Regions from separate parts of the Mus musculus genome. Here region 2 is linked to region 1. Evidence: chromatin contacts called from public promoter capture Hi-C data. All regions are on one chromosome and are shown on one strand. The core of a region is the stretch at or near the end of the contact, and the rest is flanking DNA. Distances in the headings are between cores, read along the strand shown. Region 1 holds the start of Ak8 (adenylate kinase 8). Region 2 holds the start of Med27 (mediator complex subunit 27).

Region 1 (4,575 bases), core at 1,608-4,107:
TTTTTTTTGTTATTTTTGTTTTGTTTTTCAAGACAGGGTTTCTCTGTGTAGCCCTGGCTGTCCTGGAACTCACTTTGTAGACCAGGCTGGCCTCGAACTCAGAAATCAGCCTGCCTCTGCCTCCCAAGTGCTGGGATTAAAGGCGTGTGCCACCACGCCCGGCAGCTCTCACCTTTCTTACTCTCTTCTCTAGCCCTCCTTCTCTCTCTCCCTTTCCCCTCTCTCCATGTGGCCATGGCTGGCTTCTCTCTTTGTACCTTCTCTCTGTTTCTCCCTTCCTTTCTACAATAAATCTCTAAAACCATTAAAAAACAAAAAACAAAACAAAAAATCAAAAAACTGAGAACAGACCAGAACATGGCCTCTGTGGATGCTGGCCTGCACATCACAGAACTTGGAGATGACTAGAGGAGACCCTTTAAAGATCTGAGGGAGAAGCTAAACCCACATGGGAAGTGGGCAAGCCGGGATCTGTCATATCCCTGCTTGATTCAGGGTAGCTCTTTGATTGGACCCTCCCTCTTTTATATTCCTTAGAGACAAGATGACAGGGATCAGGTTGGCTGTGGCTGCTAAGGAACAGGTGGGCGGTGCTAGCAAGGATCTGGAAAGTTATCCACTTCTAGGGTCCCCCTCTAGCTGGACTTGGGGGGCCTCACTTCCACTCCTATCCCAGAGCAATGAGAATTAGCACTCATGGGGCTCCCTCCCCTGTGCTCAGCTCTCTGCCCATCCTCAGGGCTTCCAGGTTCTCCAAGGAAGCCATGCTAACTGGCTTGCTGTGCCCCACGAGCTCCCTAGAGCAAACCTGACTTAGTTCTTGATCCTAGCAACTTGTGACATGAACACGTCAGGGATGTCACAGAAGGGGATGTAACTAGCTATCCAAAGTGATTGGCCCCTGACCACAGGCCTCTGCAGCCAAATTAGAGTGGATGAAAGGCCTGGATGCAGGCGCTGCTCTCTCTGGGGGAGAAGGGAGGGAAAGGTGATTACCCCATAGGTTTGAGGCTTTAATTGATTTGTATTTTTCCAGGCTGCTAAAGAAGATTAGATCGCAGTATGAAAAGCGCCTAGGGCTTAAAATAAATGAGCGGAGACGAAAGCCACTTCAAAAATGTCCAGGAAGCACACTGAACCCCCCCCCCCCCAGTGCAAGCTGCAGTGTGGCTGCTGCTTTCTTTGTTGGGGAGGCCTCATCTTTGCTTCCCCAGCTGACAAGTCTACCGAGGCCTGAGGCCTTTGAGGAAGCAGGTCTCGGGGACAGAGGGCTGCGCTGTGGCTTTACATGGGCAGGTGTCATTATCCCAGGTCAGAACGCTAGCTCTCAGCCTTGAGGCTCCCTCTGATTTCATTCTCAGCCCCTGGGCAAGACTTTTCCCCTTTGCTAGGCCTTAGCCTCTGTTTCTGTAAAAGGTGGGGGATTGGATAGAAACTCTTCAAGCTATTGAAACTTCCTCTCTGTGCCCAGCAGCTGTCGAGGGAAGAAATCCAGAAAGAGGAAATGACTTGCCCAAAGCCACCAGCTAACTCCTCTGGCCTGTCTTATTCTGCAGTGTCTTGTCTGTCTTCGGAGCAGAAGGTTTTCATCTGACTTGACACTGCCTGGTGCTGTGGCCCCCGGAGCCCCTGAGAGCTCCTCCAGCTTGACCCATGCAAACAGGTGAGCTACAGGAGCAGGAGTGACTCGGTCCCCAGCACTTGCTGCTCTTCCAGAGGGCCTGGGTTTAGTTCTCAGCACCTAGATCTATTGGCTCACTGCTTGCAACTCTGGCTCCAGGGTTCCAAAGTCCCTTTCCCAGCCTCTGCTCTTCCTCTGTCCCACCCTTATACACATTAATACATAAAGATAAAACTTGTGAGACAGGAACGATTGTTGTCCAAAGTGAGGTGAGATTAAGATTAGTCTAAAGATTAAGTGAGATATCACTATGTACCCACACTGTCCACTCCCTATAGGCCAGTCACTGTCGGGGACTTCAGGGTAGTTGTGGGAGGAATGCCTGAGTGTTCCCCACTGCTCAGGGTAGAAACTTAGGCTCACTGTAAATCTGTCAAATTTACAACATCTAGAGTTGGACTTGTGGCTATCATCGTAGGCTGTGTGTACCTCCCTCTGGGTTACTACACAGAGTCCTTCCTCCACGATGCCACCCTTGCCTCTTCCACAGCTACACGCAGCTTTCCTCCCCCTAGGCCAGGACACCTCCACCTCTTTCTCCCCCACTCCCATAGTGTTTTCGACCCAGCTCGTCGCCGGCGCTCCATCCCCCTTTACCCTGGTTTGACTTGGACTGGCCTTCGCCTCACAGAGTGCCCAGAAGCTTGCAGTGCCTCCGTGGGTGTGCGGCCCCGAGGGCGGGAAGGCCCCTCAGGAAATGGGCGTGGGCGGGGTCGAGGCCATAGAGGCCAGGCAGGCTTGGCCGATTGTGACCACAGGTGCTATGGCAACCCGGTCACATGACTCGGCCGGCCGCCCAAACCAGGAGACCCGCCCAGTTTCCCCCCACCCCCACCCCCATATGATCTGGGCGCATATGACTTTTCCTCCTGTAGAAACCGGTCCCACGTCTGCCCCAGCGTCTTTCATTTAAAGATGGGGAAACTGAGATCCAGGGAGCAGGGTCAGCTTCCAGCGCCCAGATCCGCACAGTTGGCTACACCAGAAGCAGGATTTATTCTGTCATCCGATCCCCCATTGCTCTGTAGCTCCACAGGCGTTCTGGGGTTTGCTTTGTGGCCCTGGGGAGGGAGAGCCGACTGCAGATCAGGACCTCGGTGGATGGAATCCGGGACCAGGACTCGCCCCAGCTGAGGCGCTCACCGATGACGCATAGCTTGGCGTCCCAGCAACGCCGTTACTAAGGAGCGGAGCGCTGTCGGAAACATGGATGCAACCACAGCCCCTCATCGCATTCCCCCGGAAATGCCTCAGTACGGGGAAGACTACTACATTTTCGAGATGATGCAGGTGATCAGGCGCCCGAGGATAGGGAATACGGCTACCGGGCCGGGCCGGCAGCATGGTCTGGGGGGAAATCCCTTTCCTCAGTTTCCCCACCTGTGAAATGGCGCAGTAGTCTCCAGGGCCTCTTCTGGCATTGTATGGGAAACCTCAGCCGGTTCCTGAGCCCTGAGTCTTACCTAAGCTGGGCCTTGGAAGCCCTAACAAGCTAGGCTCACCCACCTCACTCCAAGACCAGTTAAAGAGATAAGCAACAGAAAAAAAGAAAAAGTCAGAGAAAGGCTTATTTCCTGTGACCACAATGGAAGGAGGAACACGTTCAAGAAGTTCAGTGACCTGCTTCCCGGGGCTAGTTTTGGGGTCCACACAAGTCTAGTGTGATCCCGCACCTCACTGACCCATATCTGTCTCCGTTCCACTCCCTCCTGCAAGGTGGTCTGACAAGTTGGAGGAAAACTTCCCAGGAGACCCGCCCCTCTGGCTGGTGCCAGCCTTTTCCTTCTCCTGGCATGAGGTTCCTGGGAAATTCCAGTTCCCAGGACCAAACCGATTGTCTCAGCCGTCAGGCAAAAGACACATGTGTTTTGTCTCATGAGGGTGTCTTTGACCCTGTTAGGACAAGTAGGGGACCGTATAAGTTTTAGATGGCATCCCTATCCAGGTGGTCTCCTCTGGGGCAGCATATTTTCTACATAGCCTCTATCCTCAGAATTGGCCTTTTGAAAGCCCTCGTCCCTCATCCCTTATACTAGCTCCCAGCTTGTCCTGGTTCCCAGGCAACTGTGGCCTTCAGCCAAACCATATCCCCATCTATGTGTGCTCCAGTTTTTGACTTGTGCTCTCCAGAGGTGAAAGTGACTTTTAGGGGCTGGACCGATGAGCTGTCTAACAGTCAGTGATTCTGGGGGCCGCAGGCAAACTAGAGCTCAGTTTCTAGTACCCTATACTGCAAGCCTAGCATGCACACGCGCACACGTGCGCACACACACACACACACACACACACACAGACAGAGAGAGAGAGAGAAGGAGGGGGACACCGTGCTGGCACATGAGCCCAGGCCAAGGAGCCTGAGTCTACTGAGCAAGCTCCTTTGGAAAGTGTTAATGGAGGGGAGACCAAGGAGTGGCCAGCCACAAATAAAACAGCAAATCTGGGGGCACGAGAGGGGTGATATATGATCCTGGCCTGCTTTCTTGTTGGATTGGTGGGGCGATAACCAGAATACTTTATCTTATTATCATTTATTTTCAAATAATCTTAGACTTGGGAAGTTATAAAAATGGCGTTCACCTCTTGTCTAGCTTAGGCCGTGTAACCTTGGTCTTCTCAAAGCCGTGAAGCAGAAGTGGGTGCAGTGCTTGAGCCTCCACTGCAGGCTTCTCCTGGATCTCACCCCCTTTCACCTGCTCTTGGGTTTCTGTGGTGGTGTGTACAGCTCTGTGACGTTTTATCAGATGTCTGTGGCTCTCATGGGATTCACAGATCCACTGCTGTTCATCCGTGATAACAGACTGTCCTCAGACTTGGCTTCTTTTTGTCTTGTCCTGAGAAGGACTCATGGCCTTATCAGCCCGAAGCATGCAGATGTGTTACCTGTGTAACCTCTT
Region 2 (4,283 bases), core at 89-2,588, 650 kb after region 1:
GGTGGCACACGCCTTTAATCCCAGCACTTGGGAGGCAGAGGCAGGTGGATTTCTGAGTTCAAGGCCAGCCTGGTCTACAGAGTGAGTTCCAGGGCAGTCAGGGCTACACAGAGGAACCCTGTCTCGAAAAACCAAACAAAAACAAACCAAACAAAAAGAACAAGAACTTATTCTTTTTTTTTTCTTTTAAGATTTATTTTTATTTTATGTATGTGAGTACACTGTAGCTGACTTCAGATGCACCAGAAGAGGGCATCTGATCCCACTGCAGATGGTTGTGAGCCACCATGTGGTTGCTGGGAATTGAACTTAGGACCTCTGAAAGAGCAGTCAGTGCTCTTAATCGTTGAGCCATCTCTCTAGTCCCAGGAACTTATTCTTAATTACAAATAAAAACCCTAACTTGCAAGGACTTAACATGAGGCAAATAGAACTTATTCTTTAATTACAAACAGAAACTTTAGCCTGCACAGGACAGAGGAACTTATTCTTAACTGTCTTAACTGCAAACAGATCCCCTAAGCTGCAAGGTCTATTTTCCCTGTTTTGATCTTCCATTAACTTGAAAGGTATATTGTCCATTTTGATGTCACAGTATATATCAATTTGTATCATATATAATCACATTTTGCTTATTTGCTTATACGTTGGTAGATATCTGGCTCCTTTCACACTTGACTATAGTGAATGAGGTTGCGGTGGATATGGAAGTACAAACATCTCATTTAGACACTGCTTTCAATTCTTTTGGACACATACCATAATTTCTATTATTATTATTATTGTTAATTTACTTTTTGGACACAGGTCCTCATGTAGCCCAAATGTTTTCTATTTCCTTTTAAGTTTCATAAAGAAAAACGTTTTGAAACTATATAGAATACCTTGCTGTTTCGAAAAAACATCAATTGATTCATACCTTAACCAATTATTTAGGCTGCCAAGTGGCAGTTTTCTTGTATCACTCTGCCTTCATTTATGTGTTGGCATTTTACTACAGGTAAGAGAGTTCTTCCCCTTTATTTATGAATATGGACTCATTCATGTACTCTGGGGACATTTTATTGTTTTGAGAAATTCCTATGTGACTGTTCAAATTTTGGAGATACACAGTGGGCTTCTGCATTTCTTTGTCATTCACTATTAAGCAAAAGGAGAGGACAAAATGACTTCCCTAGATGGAGATCATAACTTGTGGTCAACTCTCTCATTCAGTCAGACTGGCGCTGTTTTTCCAAGTTCGCTAGAGCTTCCTGGATGGGAGCCACGTCGCAAACTACACATCCCAATACCCTCCTAGGACAACGTCATCACGAAGCGCCGCGCGCCGCTCAGGCTGTGGACTCTGGAAAGCCGGCTGTGACAGCTGCAACATGGCGGACGTGCTGAGCGTTGGTGTGAACCTGGAGGCCTTTTCGCAGGCTATTAGCGCCATCCAGGCGCTACGCTCTAGCGTGAGTAGGGTCTTCGACTGCCTTAAGGATGGCATGCGCAACAAAGAGACGCTGGAGGGCCGCGAGAAGGCCTTCATCGCGAACTTCCAGGACAACTTGCATTCCGTCAACCGGGACCTCAAGTAGGTACTGGCTGAAAGGATCGGGGTTGAGGACCCTTCTGGCACCTGTCCCGCCCGGATCCCGCGCCAGTCTGCCCAGTCACGGGCCTCTCTCCTTTATTCACAGTCCGCTGTCACTTTCGCTCATCTCCCGGTCCTAGTCAGCCTCTCAGGGACTCCTTGTCTCCCGTCCCGTTACCTAGTATTCATTCTGTTGGCCATTTCGTCCTGGTTGTCATCTGTGGTCCTCGGTTCCCGCTGTAGTGGTCCTATCTGATGAGGAAACCTCTTCTCAGGAACTTCCACCTCGTCGATCTTATCAGACCTTTTCCTTGGGCTCCATCACATCGGGCCAGTCTCCCCATCAACACTGTCCCAGGCCCAATTACGTACCTCTCGATCCGATGAGCTCCAGTTCCCATCCTCAGAGCCTAGAATTCATCAGTTCCACCTCACCTCATTCTCAGACTACCTCCGTTACCTTTGCCTCTTTCCATTTCCCCTCCGAAGCCACCTGCTCCTCACTGCCAGTCACCATCATTCCTTTTGTTTAGCTCTTTTCTCGAGAGATACAGTCTTACATCTATTAGGATGTTTAAGAGGAAGAATTTATTTAGGTTCAGTTTCAGAGGACTCAGTTCACTACAACGGGAAAGGAATGTTTGAGCAGGTTAACCCCTAATAATTGGGGATTACATATTTCCCTCACGGGACTCCTTTTACATCATTAGTGTATTAAGAGTTTGCTGAGAAGACATTACTCAGATGCCATGCATAGAAGGCACTTTGGATTTTGAGACAGGGATTCTCAGGGTAACAGTCTTGGTTGTCCTGGAATTCAATTTGTAGACCAGGATGGCCTCAAACTCACAAGAGATCCTCCTGCCTCTGCCTCTCTGGATTAATCTGCTGGGATTAAAGGTGTGTGCCACCACACACAGTTTAGTAGGCATGTCTTCTGTGCCTGAACTTGTGTTTTCTTCCTGTCTTAGAAATTAGAATGGAAGGACTTGAGGTCTCCCCCCCCCCCCCAGACAGGGTTTCTCTGTATAGCCCTGGCTGTCCTGGAACTCACTCTGTAGACCAGGCTGGCCTCAAACTCAGAAATCTGCCTGCCTCTGCCTCCGGAGTGCTGGGATTAAAGGCGTGCACCACCACGCCCGGCTTGGATTTGAGCTTTTTACTTCTGAAATTGAGCATTTGGTGATCTGGTCAGGTTGGGTTTCCTCTCTTCCACCTCATGTTCCTCTATAGTGCCTGGTTCCAGCTCCGTGCCTTCTGTGTGTCAGGCAGGCAAACCCCCAGGACTCCCTCCACCCATCAACTAGTCAAGTAGGATGGAGGAGGAAGTAGTGAAGTGTTGTGTGCCTTTCCTCCCCGTATTCCACTCCCTCCTTAAACTACACACATACCTGTTCTGTCAGCTTGACAATGGCATGCCCTACCCCCACTCCATTGACTCCCCCGAGGGAGGCTTTTTTCCCCCCCTAAGACAGAGTTTCTTTTTAGATCAGGCTGACTGACCTCAAACTCACAGAGACCCCCCCTGCTTCTACCTCCCAGGTGCTGGTGGGATTAAAGAAGTGTGTCATCTCTGCCCTGCTTTCTAATGGGATGTCACAGCCTTTTATCACTTTAGAAACTTTAGTAATGTTGATATTTCTTTGACTTATTAAATGTACAGTAGTGCCAAGAAGGTGGCTGAAGATTTGAGGTTGGATGCAGCATGGGAGTGGTTAGCAGTGTCCTGCTGGCTGCTGGGAACTGGCTCCCCAGAATTCGTGATTTCACCGTTCGCCCACTTTCCCAAGTGTCTCCCTAGTTTTCTTGCTAGACTGAAGTGAGCTTGTTTGACACAGCCCCCTTGATGGTGTTTATTTTATGTCTTCTTTGTTTTGCTAAGCTTTGCCATCTGTGAAGCACTGTGCACAAATCTGAAATGTGAAATGATAAATAATCATGATTTATTCAGGTACTTGCTGCTTTGCCAAATGGAGTGATCTGCATGTGGGTCCGAAAAAAATCCTGAATGGGAGGCAGTGTTAGACTCTACTGCAAGGTCCTAAACATCTTCTGCTGTGGATGAATCAGAGTTGTTACATCCCAGTTTTTAGGGAACCTACAGCTTCCTTTGCAAAGGAACCTTATGCCCTTAGGTTTGTTTTGCCTCTGGAATGGCATGAGAGGGCTAACCAGGGCTACACAGAGAAACAAAATATAGCCGTCTCTTGCCATTCCTGAGGGAAAACAAACCTAAGGGCACAAAGAAGCTCTAAGGTTTTTAAATATTGGGGTGTAACAACTCAGATTCATCCACAGCAGGAAATGTTTATTTTGTCTCACTGTGTAGCCCTGGAACTCCCTATGTAGACCAGGCTGGCCTCAAATTCACTTTGATATATCACACTTGCCTCCCCAGTGCTGGGATTAAAGGTGTGGGCTACCATGACTGGTTTGGACAGGCATGTTTGAGATTAGAACGCCTCAGTTAGGCGTTCTCTTGTTTGTCCCTAGGTTTTTGTTTTGTTTTGTTCTGTTTTACCTTTGCAAAACTCTTCTCGAAAGATGTCCGAACCGGGCGTGGTGGCGCACACCTTTAATCCCAGCACTCGGGTGGCAGAGGCAGGCGGATTTCTGAGTTCGAGGCCAGCCTGGTCTACAGAGTGAGTTCTAGGACAGCCAGGGCTACACAGAGAAACCCTATCTCGAAAACCAGAAAAAAAAAAAA

What was found. Promoter capture Hi-C pulls out the DNA fragments that hold promoters and counts their contacts.
Region 2: a contact with region 1 is called in a promoter capture Hi-C map of liver, with 3 times the contacts expected there. The contact joins the promoter of Med27 here to the promoter of Ak8 in region 1. A contact is called at or near these places in 2 of 39 promoter capture datasets (both in liver), 2 of 484 Hi-C or Micro-C datasets (both in embryonic stem cells) and 1 of 9 other capture datasets (embryonic stem cells).

What each region holds. Positions count from the first base shown.
Region 1 is chr2:28,697,304-28,701,878 of GRCm38.p6, forward strand. It overlaps Ak8 (adenylate kinase 8), which reads left to right and starts at 2,858. Exons shown (of 13, transcript NM_001033874.2): 1 at 2,858-2,971. The coding sequence starts at 2,888. It overlaps Spaca9 (sperm acrosome associated 9), which reads right to left and starts at 2,348. Exons shown (of 5, transcript NM_027283.1): 1 at 2,279-2,348.
Region 2 is chr2:29,345,472-29,349,754 of GRCm38.p6, forward strand. It overlaps Med27 (mediator complex subunit 27), which reads left to right and starts at 1,339. Exons shown (of 8, transcript NM_026896.5): 1 at 1,339-1,576. The coding sequence starts at 1,374.